Regions from separate parts of the Mus musculus genome. Here region 2 is linked to region 1. The links are chromatin contacts, called in public HiCAR-type maps. All regions are on one chromosome and are shown on one strand. The core of a region is the stretch at or near the end of the contact, and the rest is flanking DNA. Distances in the headings are between cores, read along the strand shown. Region 1 overlaps L3mbtl3 (L3MBTL3 histone methyl-lysine binding protein). Region 2 overlaps Arhgap18 (Rho GTPase activating protein 18).

The links. HiCAR-type assays count read pairs that join an accessible place to other places.
Region 2: a HiCAR-type map of Th17 cells shows a contact between it and region 1, with 2.4 times the contacts expected there. The contact joins two enhancer-like sites. A contact is called at or near these places in 2 of 39 promoter capture datasets (hippocampal neurons and liver) and 2 of 115 datasets of contacts at active chromatin or transcription factors (Th17 cells and effector CD8 T cells).

Annotation. Positions count from the first base shown.
Region 1 is chr10:26,357,602-26,360,862 of GRCm38.p6, reverse strand. The region is part of intron 1 of L3mbtl3 (L3MBTL3 histone methyl-lysine binding protein); the gene reads left to right. Among named protein-coding and RNA genes, the nearest start is that of L3mbtl3, 15 kb to the left of the region's middle. Within about 2 kb of position 1,667, at least 45 of the 459 cell types and tissues checked have an H3K27ac peak or open chromatin away from gene starts, as enhancers often do. A contact at or near this core is called in Th17 cells, where this site is marked.
Region 2 is chr10:26,797,771-26,801,270 of GRCm38.p6, reverse strand. The region is part of intron 1 of Arhgap18 (Rho GTPase activating protein 18); the gene reads right to left. Among named protein-coding and RNA genes, the nearest start is that of Arhgap18, 27 kb to the right of the region's middle. Within about 2 kb of position 1,525, at least 226 of the 459 cell types and tissues checked have an H3K27ac peak or open chromatin away from gene starts, as enhancers often do. A contact at or near this core is called in Th17 cells, where this site is marked.

The sequences.
Region 1 (3,261 bases), core at 418-2,917:
GCTCACTATGTAGTTCAAACTGGTCAAGGACTTTAGAATCTCTCCCACCTCAGAGTCCCTAGTGCTGACATCACGAGCATGAGCAACCACATCTGGCGGGCTGTCTCTAAGATCCCTGAACAATTTTCACATTCTCTCCAAAACCTTATAAACTAAACAGTTAGAATAGGCTTATATTGTGTTTGACTGTTTTCTTGGGGAGATAGAGACCTTGCTTTCTAGCATATTACATGGCTTGCCTAATCTTCATAGTTAGCTAAGAAAAATGAGGAGCTGGCAATGTAGGAAAGGTGAGAGAGGAGGAAGGGGAGGAGGAGGGGGAGGAGGAGGAGGAGGAGGAGGATGGTCATGGTGGGCAAACAGTGAAGGAAAGACAAGGTTCACCTGTGGGGCCTGGAGGAGGCCTAGCATTTTCATATACAGCCCTGCTAGGTGAGCAGCACAAACCAGTTGCTAAAGAATGATTTCTTTCTTTCTTTCTTTCTTTCTTTCTTTCTTTCTTTCTTTCTTTCTTTCTTTCTTTCTTTCTCTCTCTCTCTCTCTCTCTCTCTCTCTCTCTTTCTTTCTTTCTTTCTCACTCTCCCCCTCCCCTTCTCTCTCCCCCCTCCCCCTCTCCCCTCCTCCCCCTCCCTCTCTCTCTCTTGCGAATGGGTCTCATGAGGTAGCCCCGTCTATCCCAGAACCTTTATAACTCAGGCTAGCCTTGAACTCCCAAAGATCCAGCTTTCTCTGCCTCTGCCCTCCCAGTTCCAGGATTAAACGTGTGTTCCAGCAAGCATGTTCATTGATCTTAAGCAGGCCTTCCTACCTCTGATGTGGTTTTTTTTTTCCACTGTACTGTCACTCTTTTACACAATTGTCATTCTGTTTGGCTCATGGTAATGATTTTAGTGCCCCTGATTCACGATCACATAAGGGATTAAGGTGTGCTATCTTTGTAACCAAAGCCTAGGAAGATAAGTCGGTCTCCATCAGGCAGTAATACGTCAGGCCTCTCCTGTGAGTCACACACCTTTAGTCATGTTCTCTGAATTTTAATGTGATTCTGCTCTGAAGTAATGTATCCCCCATTGAATAACCTGGGCTTACAACCTTAGCATCGCTGTACCTTAATTTTGAAATTGCATCTGTTAAATGAAAAATGTAGCGTGGAGCTTCAAACAAAGAAGCTATAACATGATAGTGGTCATTTACCTGACTCTTTTTGGTTTGCTTTATCGTTTTGTGGTCCTAGGAACATATAATTTTAGCCAAGCACCATACTGCTGGACTACACCCTAACCCTTATTTAAGTTTTGTTTTTTTTGTTTGTTTTTAGTTATAAAAATCCTTTGGTTTTGATTGTGTGTGTGTGTGTGTGTGTGTGTGTGTGTGTGTGTGTATGTGTTTTGTGGGCTCATACCATATATATGGAGGTCAGCGGTTGACATCCAATGGCTTTCTTGATTATTCTCAGCATGGTCTCTTGCTCGAGGTCCCAGCTTCCTCTGCCGCTCTCCGCTTGCTGAGTGTTAGGATCAGGGGAAGCAGTGAGCAGTGTGGATGTTGTGGATCTGAATCTAGGCCTCAGTCCTTTGGGACATGGGTTTTTCACCGAGTCATGTCCCCAGCCTCTGTCTCTTTCTTTACTCTATCTGAGCACCATCTTAGCGTTCCTCTCACTATAACTTCTAGAGACATGCCTTGAGCATGACTGGCCAGATGACATGGCGTTGATGTCATCCTGGCTGGCTCCTTCCACCTGCTGTTCCAGACTTTGGGTGGGAGTTGGGCCTCTCTTTTCTTTTCTTTTGTGCTGAGCAGTTGTGTTCAGAGGACTCTTATCTTCTCTCCATCTCGTCTCTTTCCTTCAGAGTCGGCTCCAGAAACTTCTGCCTGTCTCGCAAAGCCTCTTTTATCTGCTCATGGCAGAAAACAAACAGGTGGCATGAAAGACTGTCTAGTCAAAGTGAGATGAGTCGATCTATGACATTTGTGAGGGCTAGGTCCCAAGCCACCTTCAATTCTCAAACTACGTTCTGTGAAATCACTAAAAGAAGACCAGAAATAATCTCTCTAGGCCCTCACTACGCATCTCTCTTGTTGAGTGATCTTTATGGTGTCGAGCACTAACTGAAATAAATTTGCACATCTTTTCTACTGGTATTCTTTGGAAGGCTTAGTGGCTGTGTTCACACGATGTGTCTGAGTCATTGCATTTGACATTTCTGTCTTCAGTTGATCTTGAAATGTCTATCTTGTGGCCAGGAACTATGGCTTTCATAAACATGTCCACGTTCCCTTTATTCTGTCGTCAACACTAGACTCCACTAGTAGTTAATTTTGCTTGTATGATTTCTCTTAAAAAAAAGTTTTATTTTAAAAATCATTTTATTTGCAGTGTTCATAGCAGTTAAGAATAAGCTCTCTGACTAAGAGCCCTACCTGGACGTAGGCCAGGCCTGGCAATGCGCGCCTGCCCCTCAGCTTATGAAGAATCATGTCTCTGAGGAAGCAATGATTAGGAAGTCTCACCACAACTTCAGGGGTTGATCAGGATGGTGGGGCTGTAAACACTGGGTCTGGGGGTGTATATGGTCTTTGCCATATGTTATACTGATAAGCATGCACTTAGAGTTAACTCCTCTCTCTCAGTAACCCAAGAGCTTCACAGGGCTAATTTTCCCATAGCGACTTCTACACCATTTTTTTCTCTTGTTGACATTAGTAGCAAATATTTTTGTGGGAAGACATGCCTCTTATAATATACTTTTAAATAAGCGTGAAGTAGGATTTAACATTTATATATTATATTTATATCATAACCTTTTTTTTAAAGCCTACAGCACCTGGTATTCCCAGGTGCTCCCCCATCCAAGTATTAACCTGGCCAGACCCTGCTTAGATATCATAACTTTTGAATGTATTGTTTTAACATTAGTTTTAATTTTAACATGGAGAAAGCTCAATGTGGCTGTTGTTGAACACTGTCTCCCCTCCTTTTGGACACAGCTGGAATTTCCAGTTGCTGACCGATCCTTCTAAACATAACTTATGTACATACAGGGGACATACTCCATATCTCCTTTGGTTTTATACAAATGGTAGCGCAGCATTTTTGTACTTTGCTTAAAATTAGTCATATTAATTCTATCTTGAATTATTTCTACATTAGAATGGAGTTTCCTCTTTGCCTTTCCCTGTGGCATTTTATGCCATGGCATTGAACTGTTGTAACTCTCTACCTACGAAGAACCCACACACACACACACACACACACAC
Region 2 (3,500 bases), core at 276-2,775, 440 kb before region 1:
GTGTGGTATTCCAATGACAACCTGACCATGTTTTGGGGAGGACTGTGGAAGGACTTTGGAACTTTGGGCTAGAAAATCCATTCAGTATTAAGAGCTCTGTGGGATGTTGTGTAGAAGCTTGGAAGATGAGTACAAGGAAAACTATTCCAAAGGATGAGAAAAATTATCCCAGAGCATCACCTCACACACTGATGTCTGTACATACATGTGTGCTTGTGTGTGTGTGTGCTCATACACACACACACACACAGAGAGAAAACAACCTGCTCAAAGATTCTATAAGTTTATATTCTAGAACAGATATAATACTGGTCACACGTACCTGAAAAGAAGTAAAGAAACTAAATGGGACACACACACAAACCAAGTCTGACTTTTTAAAATTCATTCACGTAATATATTTTTATCAAAGAACATTCCCAAAGAAGTACATTGTCTTCAAAGGACATTCTTAGATAATACAATCTCACAGAAAGCTCTATTTCTCTCCTGCTCGTCTTTCATTTTTATGCTATACTTTGAAATAGTTTTCTCGGACTTACATACTTCAAGAAAATTATATTATTATAGTGGTTGAGATTAAACCGCAGACTTTCTACATCAAAACATAAAGCACACCTCAGTTATATCTCCACCCAGAAAAGTGTTCTTTCTCTGGACTGTGGACTAAAGGTAACAAACACAGCATTGCAATCTATTTAACTGACCAAATAAAGCCCCCCTGGAAGAAATTAAGGAAAACCAACCTGCTCTTTTCATTAGTCCCATTTCCTTAAAATTTCTGTTGTGAAATAATTTGTGCCGGGTGCTATCACATAAGTGTGTAATCACGGTACTCCAGAGGCAGAAAGAGTACAAATCTGAGATTAACCTGGGCTACAAAGTGAGACCCCGTCTAAAGGAGGAAGAGGAAAGAGAAGAAGCTATTAATTAACAAATTACCTCAAGCATAAACCAGTATGATGTCTTTCATATTTTTATTAGTGTGAATTATAGAGCAATATGATAGGTAGGAAGAGAGAAAGCCCTAATGGGTCATAAAGTCGTGAAGGATAGAGGCTGGAAATGTTAGAGGCTCTCCTACGTCACAGTACTCCATTTACCTCTAACAACCCAGTAAGGAAGAAGCACATGGTGAACATGGTAAACGAGAACACCACGAGGGAATCACAACGGATGGAAAGAAAGCTGGCCAAGAGTGCAGGGCCGCTCTCACTGGAGACTGTCACACAAACACTGAGAAACCAGCAATGATGACTACTTTCTGTCCTTGGGGTGTTGAAGATGGAAGCCAGGCCTCTGCGCATGCGCAGCAAGCAGGCCTCGACAGTGTTGAGATGAGTGCAGTAAGGCCAAGCTGTGGTGCAGCACTTGAAAACAAAGGAAGGCTGGGCAGGAAAAAAAAAAAAATCAAAAAAACAAAGCCAAGAAGAAAAAAACCACGTAGCTCAGTAACAGCCCCCTGGAGCAGGCCTGAGACACAAGTCCGGGATGACTCAGATGCCAGGAGTGACAAGCCAGCAATGGGACTGCAGGGGTCAAGGGGAAGTAGGAAAGGAAATGATGTTGTGGTGGCTTAGCAACATACACATCCTGACATATCTGTGGTTTCCCTAGCAGAAAATGCCTGCTGAGACATTCTGCATTCTGCAGCTGGGTTAAAATTTAACTGCAAGTGTAACAACAGTAGATAAGCTATAGAAACTTCAATGTTAAGATAGCATGTCTAAGAACGTGTGTGTGCGCGGAATAAAAACTAAAAATCAAGACAGAAAAACACAACCCCCAAAGGAAAAATACCAAGGTTAGCTCTGAAGTTGTGCTGTAAATGACCTGCGCTTCCTCTTCGGGCTGTTTTCAAATGTTTGATAATGAGAGTATCACCCAATACCACAGCTGAGGATGAGTGCCATGTGGTACCTTATTAGCTTCACGGAGGCGAACACACACACACACACACACACACACACACACACACACACACAGAGTCACTTACTAGCTTCACAGAGGCACACACTCAGACACACACTCCACTGGCTTCATGCTCACACTGGAGTGAGTTCGCTGAGTCTTCACAGCATTTGACACTCTTGGGGCCATCAAAGTCATGGTGCTTTGCCACTTGATGAGTCGCAATATTACTCACAGGTCAGACAGATTGACCGTACTATAGCCAAGCCACAAAGGTCATAAGGCTCTAGCTCAAAACACAAGTTATAACCTGAAGCTTGACCCCGCCCTTTCCTAGTGAAATTTCCCCTATGATCTCTGACGAGTCCTCTTAAATTACAGAAGCTATCAGCACTAAAATGTCTACCGTACTAAATATAGCTCTTCATGGTCATAAACGTGCACTGTGGACAAAGTAAGCAGGGAGCTGCTGTCTCTGCACAGGGTTCTGACCCTTCCACCTGGAGGCCGAAACAGGGTGACCTCAAGTTTAAGCCTAACCTTGTACCAAGTCAAAAGGAGTTAATAAACTCTTGTAGCCAAAACAAAACAACATACCCTGGGTGTGTTGCTTACTTTTTTTTTTTCTTTCTAATCACTGTAACAAAATATCTGAAGGAAAAACCATAAAGGGGGAGGGGTTGATGTGGGCCTGTGCTTTCAGAGAGAATTCAGTCTGTCTTGGTGGGGAACGTCTGGTGGCTCGAAGACCTTTCTCCACAGGCAAAAGTAAGCAGTAGCAGTTTTACACAAGGTGACAGAAGGATAATCGAGTCCCTATTCAAGAGGTGGTTTAGTGGTTAAGAGCACTGGCTGCTCATTTAGAGGTCCTGGGTTGGAGTCCTAACACGTGTACACACACACACACGTACACACACACACACACACACACAAAACCATATATAACTCTAGTTCCAAGGGATCCAATACGCACTCTGACCTGTGCTGAAAAGATAGCAGTAAAATTAAAAAGCAGGTTCTTGATGTAACAGTCGAACCGTGGCTATGTCCAACATCCACTAGTATGATGGCCTCGCCTCCTAACTCAGGGTGACCTCACCTCTATAACTCCCTAAAACGGTGCCCCAAGTTAGCAACCAAGTATTTACACACGTGAGCCTCTGTGGGCCAATTCAGGTTTAAATCATGGCCTAATGGGCAAGGTCACTGATATACAGAACAGAACCAGCTGTTCCTCAAGCTCAGGCTATAGACAGGGGACATAGAACGGTTAAGTGAAACTAGAGTTTGAAATTCAGCTTTACTACCCTGACCTGTCACCTTGAGTTGAGTTCCTTAGGTCTTGTGCCTTGGCTTCACAGGTCGTAAAATAAAAGCTGTGATTATGGTATTATATGGTTACAAACCTGAAGGTTCTGGAAGCTGTCAGCCCATCATTCCTCTAAAAACTACAGGCAGGTGACAGAACCATGAAGAAATTAGCATTGTCTAAAAGCGAAGGGGATTCTGGGAAAACCTCTAACAGGTGCCAGTGTAATTTAGTAGGGAACTTCCAGCCTGGCATTTTCCTGGCGCTGTGATGTTGCCAT